Linked DNA regions of Mus musculus: region 2 is linked to region 1. The links are chromatin contacts, called in public HiChIP or PLAC-seq maps. All regions are on one chromosome and are shown on one strand. Each heading gives the region's core, a stretch centred on a gene start, on an enhancer-like site or on the middle of the called end of the contact. The rest is flanking DNA. Distances are from core to core; before and after follow the strand shown. Region 1 has its middle 140 kb from the start of Mpdz. Region 2 has its middle 86 kb from the start of Gm11412.

The links. HiChIP or PLAC-seq counts read pairs in DNA pulled down with a chosen protein or histone mark.
Region 2: an H3K27ac HiChIP or PLAC-seq map of heart atrium shows a contact between it and region 1, with 7 read pairs. The contact joins two enhancer-like sites. A contact is called at or near these places in 1 of 15 datasets of contacts at CTCF or cohesin (the NIH/3T3 cell line), 4 of 484 Hi-C or Micro-C datasets (the HL-1 cell line, the N1E-115 cell line, uterus and 1 more) and 1 of 115 datasets of contacts at active chromatin or transcription factors (heart atrium).

What each region holds. Positions count from the first base shown.
Region 1 is chr4:81,577,953-81,583,547 of GRCm38.p6, reverse strand. No RefSeq gene overlaps it. Among named protein-coding and RNA genes, the nearest start is that of Mpdz, 140 kb to the right of the region's middle. Within about 2 kb of position 2,732, at least 68 of the 459 cell types and tissues checked have an H3K27ac peak or open chromatin away from gene starts, as enhancers often do. A contact at or near this core is called in heart atrium, where this site is marked.
Region 2 is chr4:81,827,135-81,832,729 of GRCm38.p6, reverse strand. No RefSeq gene overlaps it. Among named protein-coding and RNA genes, the nearest start is that of Gm11412, 86 kb to the right of the region's middle. Within about 2 kb of position 2,554, at least 18 of the 459 cell types and tissues checked have an H3K27ac peak or open chromatin away from gene starts, as enhancers often do. A contact at or near this core is called in heart atrium, where this site is marked.

The DNA of each region.
Region 1 (5,595 bases), core at 1,483-3,982:
AGGTACCAAACATCTGGAGGAAGAGAGGCTAAAAATGTCAACCAGATTTTGGAGGAAAGATAGAGTTGCTAATATAGACAGGCATAGCTGTCACTGTCCCTTTCCTTTCCTTTCCTTTCCTTTCCTTTCCTTTCCTTTCCTTTCCTTTCCTTTCCTTTCCTTTCCTTTCCTTTCCTTCCCTTCCCTTCCCTTCCCTTCCCTTCCCTTCCCTTCCCTTCCCTTCCCTTCCCTTCCCTCCCCTCCCCTCCCCTCCCCTCCTCTTTCTTTCTTTCTTTCTTTCTTTCTTTCTTTCTTTCTTTCTTTCATTCTTCCTTTCTTTCTTTTTATTCACTTTTCCAAGAACTCATGCAACTTCCTGTTTCTCCTTTATATCAGTTTCATATGCAGAGATAAAGAAGGGAGGGATTTTTTTTCACCTGCTGAGAACACACCCATGACAAATACACCGTCTTTCCTAAAGAGGCTCACTTTTTGTGGGTTTGAACAGTCAGATTTCCCTTCTGTGCATCAGAAGCACTTTGTTGTTCCCCATGAAGACAGACAACAGGCTGCTCTTACTCCAACACAGCTCACTTTAAACTGCCTCAGCGCAGCTCCTGAGCTCTGGTAACAGGGGTCTGGGAGTCTATGAAGCTAGATAACAGAATTGTGGTGTGGCAGCACTGAAAGAATTGCCTTTTATAGATATCTAGCACCCCAAGGCTGTTCAGACAAGTAAGTAAGTATAATGTTCTCATTCTGAATTTCCATGTCTTTCCAATTAGTAGATGGAAAGAGAGTGTGGGGGTGGGGAGGATAGAAAAGGCCACGTGGATGAGTTTCTGTAAATATGCCTTCCAGCCAAAACTTCGAGAGATTTCCTTTACACCCTGAATTTTGGTTGATTTTTGCAAGGAAATGGAAATGGGCATAGAACTAACTGTATGTGGAAGTCAGTCTGGGCTTTTTTATTTTAACATGAAAACTTTAACCTTGATAAGTAGAAAATTTCTAATTCCACTGAGGACTGGGGAATAAATATCTTGCTTTGAACTAAAATATAGAAATTCACAGCACCACCTATTGGTTTCAAAATAAATATTTTTTTTCATTTACTAATTATAAAGAAAAGTTTTTCAATGAATTCTTCTTCTGAAATACATCACATTTTAAATAATGTTATGATGGTGGTCTGGAAATATCCTAAACAAAGCACACAATTAGGAGATGAGGTAACATGACTTGTAAAAATAAATACAGATCGACATAACTATATACTCAGAGACTAGAAGTAAGGCTGCATGCAGACTGCCCTTTGAACATTGCGTGTATGAAGTTGTGCTGTTGTGTTTTGCTTTTCAAGCTCCCCTTTCAGTGCTGTTTCTAAGCTGATGGAGCTGTACTTTCTCCACCGTACAACTGGAGCAAACGGGTCTGCACTTGATTTCTCTCTTCGCATCGACCCCTAAAATCTAGGAAAGACATTACGCTCAAACGTCAATTAGTTCTCAGCGTTAGCTATTTCAGAATCTCCTTCACGGGGGTCTTTTACAAGTCAGCCTCATCACCAGATACCAGCCTCCTCTGCATCCTGGGCGTGTGTGCTTTCTACCCGGTGCTCAGCCTGCACATCTCTATCCAGAATACAGGACCGTTCCCAGAGAACCAGGAGGAAGGAAGTCCTCTCCGCTTTCCCATACACCAGGAAGCATATAGTTTCTATATTATGGAGGATAGTTCATGCAGACTCCCTTCTCCAACCTCAGGACAGTGCGGCAATACAAGGAGATCGCTTTAAGTCTACCACGGAACGTGGGAATACACTTTTCTTTGAACCTAACTCTTCCAAATGTATTACACGTTTAAATCTATTTTGTCATGATTGCGTTTGTTTGTTTGTTTAGGACTTCAAGTGATCTAGAAACCCTGAAATGCAGGCATCCTGGCCCTTGTCACTTCCATTGTGTAACGATTTGGGAATCCAAATTCTGTGGCAGAGCTTCAGACGGGACGGAAGGAGAACTTCCTTCACTTCGATGCCACTGTAAAGTGTTAAATGGTTTGATTCTGTTCACCTTTGTAAAACTGGAACAGGCACTCTTACAAGAAGAACGTCTGTATCTGAGAGCAAAGGAGAAGCCGCCGAATGACGGAACAGGGCTCCTAGGGAGTCAATCACAAGAAATTAGAGTCAGATTTATGTAAGGAAAAGAATTGTAAGGCTCAACTAATTAAATTATCCTTAGCAACTTAAAAATGGTTAAATTAGAAATTTCATGACTCAATCCAACATTAAGGTTTTTTTTTTTTTTTAAAGCACTCCAGCCATATTTAGGGGAAAAAAAGTGCAAAGAAGAGGAAAAGGAACTTTCTTACTCTACACTGTCAAATGGCTCATCCTAGCTCCCTCTGGGGTTGAGCATTTCAACCAAAAGCTTCGCTTCTCACTGAAGTGCCTGAAGGGTGCATTTCCAACTACCTGATTTAAATGAAACAGAATTCAAAATGGAAACCCTGATCTTTTTTGTGGAATTTTGAAATATTGCTATTTTGTCTTTTTTTTTTTTTTTTTAAAGGTCAAGAACATGAACATCATCGTGATTTGACTCAGAATCCTCTAAGACTTGTCTCATTTCGTATCTTGCCCCCTTGTATTTCCAAACAGACTTCTCACCAAGCAGCCTCCACACCCTCCCTGCGGGTCTCGCTCTCAGAGCGAGCCATAATCACAGGCTTCCATGCCCTGGCTGGCTTTTTGGCTCGGCAGGGCAGTTGCACTGCCAAGTTCTGCATCGAGCCCTTCATGGGTTTATCCTTACATGCACCTTAGTGACCTGATACATTTCATCTCTCCTCGTGCCCTCTTGTTGCTGTCTGGGCAGCCAAACGTCTACAGCTAAAAGGAAGAAAGCCCCTGACATGTTTTTGCCCTTTTCTCTGACAAACCTACTACTGGAGAAAAGCATGTTAGCAATAAAGGAAGGAAAGCCTGGGGTCAGCTGAGGCTGTAAGAGGCAGCCCAGCTGAAGTTTAAAGCGGCAACTAGTGTCGCGATTCCTGGGAAAATGAGAGATGTTGGTTTCAAAACATATAACACATAATCTGCCTCCAAACAGACTGAAAGCTTAGCTCAGACCTACCAGCTTCTCTTCTAAACATAAAACCAGGAAATTAGGCAAGTTTATTCCCTTTCCTTTAATAACGGACATTATCAGAGCGCTTCGGGGAACACAACCGTTTTTATGGAGTAAGAACCAGCAATTTTAAAACAAGAAATATGTGTGGGAACAGTGTTTATTTTTTTATACTTAAGTGCACATGCAGTGATTATTAATATTTACATACAGATGCACGTATGGAAATCATTGTCTTGGAAAGTGGTTAGAATCTAGAAACAATTGGCAGACAGAGAAAGGAAAACAGAACGGTCCAGTCTACCAAACCATCCCAGAGGACACTGCTCAGTAATGGGAAGGCTGATAACACAGCAGTGCTCCTGAAAACCCTGCAGAAGGGCAAGGATCCGTTAAGATTGTTACGGATTCTGATGTAAGATTTAGGGGACCTAAGTTCTTTTCAAATTGACTTCATGTGTGCACAATCAGCCTACAGCTTCAGGTGCAGGGTAGATATGTGTCTACTGAAGTCTTGGCAACTGGAGATAGCTGTGTTCCTTGAGGCTTGTTTGCTCGAGGGGGGAGAGATAGAGAGCCTTCCCTTTTGAAAAGACATTTGTACCACAAATGTGCCACTGTCCACTAACAGAGGCTGTGTTTTGTTACAGCTCTGCAGGATTCGGGGTGGATTTTATGCCGTTCAACATGCACACCGTGGAGGATTTCGCTTGTTTGGGTACATCAAGCAAGGAAAAATCCAAACCAAAACAAAAAGACGCACACAATCAACACACACACAAAACAGGATTGGGCTCCTTTGTTTGGTGTCTGCTGTAACCCAGATTGTGGCAATTATCTCTCTGGCTTTACAAGCCTTTTCTTTCATTCTAAAGGCAGTTTTTGGAATCACATTACACTTAACTCAGTTTAACAAATAAGAGTGGTCTGGCAAAATGGCACCATGTGCTTTCCACAAATATCTGTGGTATAGGCAAACTCTCAGTATTTTTATTATGCCCAAGCCTCTTTGGTTTAAAGCAAAAGGACCAATGCAAAGAAAAGGGAAAGCCCAGACTTGGGGACTTGGGGTGTGTTGGGGTCGCTTTCTGCACCAGAGTGAGAAGGGAGGAAAGATACATATTAAAAATAACTCGAGGAGGAAAGAGTTTGGAGAGGTTTGGAAGCGTTAGCAAGGCATGGTTTCCCCTGGTGTGAGCTACAGGCTAATGATAGAATAGTGGCATCTGGCAGGGGAGCCCCGCAAGGCTGACAATGAGCACACTGTAGCTAGCCTGTGCAGCTTCACACTCCTGCCTCCTCTGTAGTCAGGACAAAGAATTGCAGGACACAAGCAAAGTAAAAGGGGGTGAAAGGGAGTCTGCGCTCAAGTTTGCTGTAATACAAATATACATACACAGTGCTACAGATGTTCCTCATTGGCGAAGGCTGGCACATAATCATGCTATGTGCTTCATAATATTTTAATGAGCCTTTTCTCTAAATAGCAATGAAAATGAACAATAAGAAGCTCTTAGGGAGGGAAAGTTGGTACGTTTATATTTTTTTTTTCTGTCTATGGGGGAAAATTCTCATAATAGGTTATATTAGAATGGCAGGGAAAAAATACTAGACTGGGTTTAATAAAATTGTACTGTGTCTAAACTATGATTTCTGAAGCTAGTTTCTTTCTGTTTCTAACTTCAGCAATTTATTCAGGTTAAAGGAATAACAAAGCAGACAAGAGCATAGTTCTGGTGGGGACTTTTTCTCCCTCTGCCTCCTTTCTCAATCTCATTTAAAGAAAAAGAAAGAGAAAAACTTCCTCAAGTGGAGCCTTGAACAATGCCATTAATAGTTAATATATTGTGCCAGCTAAAGTCTTGAAATAAATAACAAACCACTTAATACGTGTTGTAAATACCGTGCTGACTTAAACATTGCTACACAAGGTTACATCTCTTCAGGGGACAGATGGGAGACTGGACCCCAGTGGAAGGGGCAGGGTGTTTCTTTTCCTTTCTTTTGCTTTATCTTTTTTTCATTACAGAAAAAATTTCAAAAAGAAGACTAATCAAAGATTGTTATCTACCATAATGCAACCAGATTTTAGCGTTACTACCCTTACAAAGAAAAGTTTTGTTTTGACCTTGGTCAGTATGCCATTTAAAACTACTACAATGAAAAAAAAAATCTATAACAAAATCAGAGTGTATATCTTGGTTAAGATGTAGCTCCTTGGATTGCTCTTTTAGACGATTTTAATTTCATGGGACAGTTTGGTTTCTTTGTTTGTTTGTGTGTTTGTGTGTTTGTTTTAATTCATAGGGAACAGAATGAGACACTTTAGTGTGTGAAGTGGTACGTACCGTTACAACAGTAAAGGCTGGCTGGAAGTTGCTGTCTGCAGACGTCCGTGCATACATGGCTGTCTTTCCTGGATGCTGCCTTAACTGTGGCTCCCTAACTCTGACATCGCTTCCTGTAACTATCCTAGCTCTCA
Region 2 (5,595 bases), core at 1,305-3,804, 250 kb before region 1:
ATTGATTCCTGGGGTAATTAATAGGATGCAATGTTTTCTTACATTGGTATTTTTTTCTACTTCATTTTATGCCAACTTGATACATATTAGATTCATTTGGGAAGAGAGACTCTCAATTGAGAAAATACCTCCATAAGACTGGCCTCTAAGCAAGTCTGCTTGGTATTTTCTTTCTTTCTTTTTGTTTTAAATTTGTAATTTTTTATTAGGTATTTTCTTTATTTAAATTTCAAATGTTATCCCCTTTCCTAGTTTCCCTTATAAAATCCCCTATCCCCTCTCCCTCCCCTTGATCCCCAACCCACCCACTCCTGCTTCCCGGCCCTGGCATTCCCCTATACTAGGGCATAGAACCTTCACAGGACCAAAGGCCTCTCCTCCCATTGATGACCAACTAGTCCACCCTCTGCTACATATGCTGCTAGAGCCATGAATCCCACCATGTGTTTTCTTTGATTGGTGGTTTAGTCCTAGGGAGCTCTAGAGGTACTGGTTAATTCATATTGTTGTTCCTCCTATGGGGCTGCAAACCCCCTCAGCTCCTTGGATACTTTCTCTAGCTCCTTCATTGGGGACCCTGTGCTCTGTCCAATGGATGGCTGTGAGCATCCACTTCTGTATTTGTCATGCACTGGCAGAGCCTCTCAAGAGACAGCTATATCAGGCTCCTGTCATCAAAATCTTTGTGGCATCTGCAATAGTGTCTGGGTTTGGTGGTTGTTTATGGGATGGATCCCCAGGTGGGGCAGTCTCTCAATGGGTCATTCCGTAAGTCTCTGGTCCACACTTTGTAACTCCTTCCATGAGTATTTTGTCCCCCCTTCAAAACAGGATCAAAGTGACCACACTTTGGTCTTCCTTCTTCTTGAGTTTCATGTGTTTTGTAAATTGTATCTTGGGTATTCTGAGCTTCTGAGTTAATATCCACTTATCAGTGAGTGCATATCATGTGTGGTTTTTTGTAATTGGGTTACCTCACTTAGGATGATCCATCCATTTGCTTAGGAATTTCATAAATTCGTTGTTTTTAATAGTTGCGTATACTCCATTGCGTAAATGTATCACATTTTCTGTATCCATTCCTCTGTTGAGGGACATCTGGGTTCTTTCGAGCTTCTGCCTATTATAAATAAGGCTGCTATGAACATAGTGGAACATGTGTCCTTATTCCAAGTTGGAGCATCTTCTGGGTATATGCCCAGGAGTGGTATTGCTGGATCTTTGGGTAATACTATGTCCAATGATTCCTGTGAGAGGCCAGTCCATTGAGTGTGGTGTTACCGCTGTGGAGGTACTCCAGGGTGCTATTAAAAAGCAGGCTGAGGAAGGATGGAGGAGCAATCCAGTAAGCAGAGTTCCTTCTTCGATTCTGCTTCAGTTTCTGCCTCCAGGTTCCTGCCTTGACTTGTTTTGATAAAGGACTGTGATGTGGAACTGTAAGCCAAATAAACCCTTTCCTCCACATTTCGTTACAGCATGTTATCACAGCAATAGAAAGCAAACAAAGACAATATCTGAGTGTCCCTTATTGCTGCCATTGGTTTTGATGATTCTATACACAGCTTTATAACTGTGCCTTCATTTAGAGTCCATAATAAATCTATAAGTATTTTTATATTTATCCTAGGAGACTATAAAGAGAATTGAAATATTTATAATACTCAGTGAAGGAACTAAAAACCCTGAATTTAACATGGAAATATATGCACCTACAACTTTCTCTAAAAACCTTAAATTACCATTTATCTATCTACCTACTTACCTATCTATGATATGATCATACTCTATCACAGAACATCCCTGCTTAATTATTCCTCAATCACTGCTCCTTTTAATTATTTGTAGTGTTTATAGGTCAGAGCTGAGGGTTGAGAACCTGGTATGCTTCTAAGGAGGATGTTGCACTAGATGTCTAGGTGTGGCCAAGAAAGACAAAGTAAAAGGAGAGACACTGACAGCTGTGAAATGAAAAAGATAAGGACATGAAGCCGACTTTAAAACGGGTTGGATCAGCACTCAAGAAAGAGCATCCCTCAGCGCAGCTGACTATGCACTAACTTTATAATGGGATTTCAGGCTGGCTGTGAGCCAGCAAATTGCCTTTCTTCATTTGAATGTTCATTTGGCTAACTGATCCTTTTAGAATACCTGTCATTTTGAGGTTAACAGACCAAAAGAAGCCACAAAAAGAGTTTGATCTCTGTGTAGCAGAAAGCAGGTCTTGAGAATGGAGAACTACAATTAACTAGTATATAGGAGTGTCAACAGTATCTTTGGAATCACAGGATTTGTTGTGCAAGGAGAAATTCATAAATGCTAATTTTCTCTCTTTGGGCACAGAGGGTTTGTTCTCTTCCTAACTAAACTTGGGGACTTTATGTGTGTAAAGTTTACCAATGCAAAGTTAGCAGAGTGTACCCACTCAGATCCGGGATGTAGCTGAAGGAGTCTTGTTTACTTTTCCATGCCCCCTTTCCTGATTTGGTCCTCATGAAAACTGGAGAAAAGGAAATGCCATTAGCCTGGGCCTCCTAGAGACAAAGATAAGGAGAGCCCTGCAGGCTGACCCATATCAGGGCAAGAGTACAAGGCAGGAACTCACTGACTGGCAACCGACTAACATTCCAGGATGGTTTGTCGCCTCTACTTTACTAAGAATGGTGAATCATGTTTTCCCATGTTCTATCTCTTGCACTTAACATCTCTGTCCTCAAATGTCTTTTTTCCACATGGGAGTTGAATGTGTTATAGTTTCAGTTTCTGGCTTTTCCTTGCCCTGTGACTTAATGAATGCCACGTATATCTGGGATTTTTTGTTGTTGTTGTTGTTGTTGTTAATTGTTGTTGTGTTAAAACCATGGATGCATGGATCGGTGACTGTGTTCCATTTCCCCCATCCTCAGGAACAGGACCTATCCTCCTTTAAGATCAGAAATGGATGTGCTGCTGGCTCAGGTTTGAGTCTGTACTAAAGTGGAAGTCTCTTACCACTACCCAGTACTCTCCACGATAATGAAGTTGGGCCTTCTGAAGAATGGAATCCATCTTGTCTTTTATTGACCTTTTTAAAAAGCCCTACCAAACAAAAACACCAACCATGAACACAGTCCCCAGACACTTTTCTTCTCTGATGTACACCTGCATGCCTCAGCTATGTCGTTTATTATAATATGACTCTGGCCTTGCAAAGTTGGACAACTGAGTAAAAAGGCAAATGTCTACCATGTACAATGCTCATCTCACTAATTCCCTTAATTATAAATATTTATTTGTCAAAGCCTTTTACATTTATGATTTCAATAATTCTATTTTTCACTGATTATTACCAAAGTTATTTTTATTAAATATTCTTGCAGAGTTTTCCCTCTTGTGGCAATATCATCCATATGATGCTGACAACAAAATTATTGAAGTGTAAAATCCTGTGGTTCAGTCACTTTCAGTTAAGTTGTATACAGTCTTAATAACTATAATAATAAGAACAGCTCACAAGATAGTATAGACAATTGCCTACATTCAAAGGACCCACTAAACCTTTACATCAAGTTTCTGGGATCCAGAAGGAGTAGAAGAAGTAGTTGACTCTGTGGAGCTTTAAGGACTTTTCATCTTGTCTGAATTCTTTACATATTACACAAGGACATCCAAGAAAGTGTCAAGTGAGATTTTGAGTTTTCACTAGGATAAAGTTAGGCTGGATCTACTGAGCTGATGGATTGGGGTGGAGGGTATGTGTACATATTCCAGAGAGTGCTGTGCCCACAGACTACCCACATAGCATTCCTCCGGATCCCAGAGGCTGCCAAATCCATCACCCACCTCCTGTCTCCCTTTGCTTCTTATCCTGGCTTTGCTTCTAGTTCTGTTGCTTCAACTGGCTCTCTTGGTTCCCTGGACCCCAACTATCTCAAAAATCTGATCCCCTGGATTCAACTAACAGTCCACTTGTTTTAATGCATCTTTGACTTGACACTGTCCTGAGCTTGCTCATTGGTTTCCTCCATGAGAGGAAGGCTACTTTCTTAGGCAGCTGCAGACAACCTTAACCTTAATGCTCTCTGGTGGATAATATAAATTGATGAATTGCCTGCCTTCCATCTCCCCCTTCCAAATCTCTCCTCTCTCTCTCTCTCTCTCTCTCTCTCTCTCTCTCTCTCTCTCTCTCTCTCTCTCTCTCTCTCTCCCTCCCTCCCTCCTTTCTTCCCTCCCTTATTCCCCCAAGTCTATTGAAACTAACCCTTTCGATCCCCTTAAATCCCAAAGACCAGAAAATATTTACTGTTCGAATTTGTGTTCTTATATTCTTGTATTAATTAAAGTTCATTGTGATCTTGAAAGTAGTCATTCCTAAGTGCCTTCTTTTCTAGGTAAAACTTTAAAAATGATCAGTTCTTCTATCGCGGGTTATTCGGGACCGGAATTATGTACAATGCTAAAATATGGGGCATGCCCAGGTCATTGAATAGCCCAACATCAACCTCTGTTTCTCACTTTGCTCCAACCGCTGATCTATGCACACTGCCAATATGACAACAATATTTTCCAATGTATTTTTCTGGTTCCTATTTGACAAATATTAGTTGTATAAATGTATGACTGGGGAGTGGCTACACACAAGTTATGGCATGCATATTGAGGTCAGAACACAACTTTTTACAGTTTATTGTCTTCGTCCTCGTTTACACAGGTTCCAGTAATAGACCTTGGATCATCAAACTCCAGTCACACCAGTCCTTTTTATGGTCTTCATTTTCAGTAGTGAATCATGCTTTTGCTTTGTGTGTTTGCTTGTGTGCTTTGCTTTGCTTTATTTCATTTCATTTCATTTCATTTCATTTCATTTCATTTCATTTCATTTCATTTTATGTGGGCCGGTAGTTTTAGACCCCTCTTATAGTGGAGTGATGACCTTAAAGTTCTGATCCAACTGCTCCCACATCCCAAGTGCTGAGATTATGGGGTCTGCTATATGGCAGATTTTAAGGGGTGCTGGAGATCAAGTCCAGGGCCTCATACATGCTAAGCAAGCACTCTTATAACTGGGCTCTGCTCCCAGCCTCTGATTCATGCATTGGCAATAAAATAAGGGTATTTGTGTGCATGTGAATAAATGTCTCTTAGAACCAGGGCTGAAAATTCTGTCTGTGGAGAGACAGACAAGTATTGTTGACATTCTGGGTCAACGAGTCCCTCGTTCACATCCTTCTTCCCAGCTTTCATTCATCCGCCCAGATTTGAAAATGTCCTACCCTCAGTTTACGGACTGAAAATAATAAGCTGGCCGAGTAGATTGCTAACTCTTAGTTTATGATGCTATTTATTTACCTATTTTTCACAGAATTATTACCCTCTTCATCTTTGAATTCTATTAGATGCAATCCTATGAAGACTGAAATTGATATTCCTGATTTATAAACTTAATCCTTAAATATTTCATGAGCAAACAGACCAAAAAATGAAAAATTATATTTTCTAGTAAAAATGTACATTGGGTGTAATTTTATTTTTATATGTTTAGGTGTTTTGCTTGCATGTATGTCTGTGTACCACCTAAATGCCTGGTATCTGCAGGGAGATAGAAGGGGGTGTCAGGTG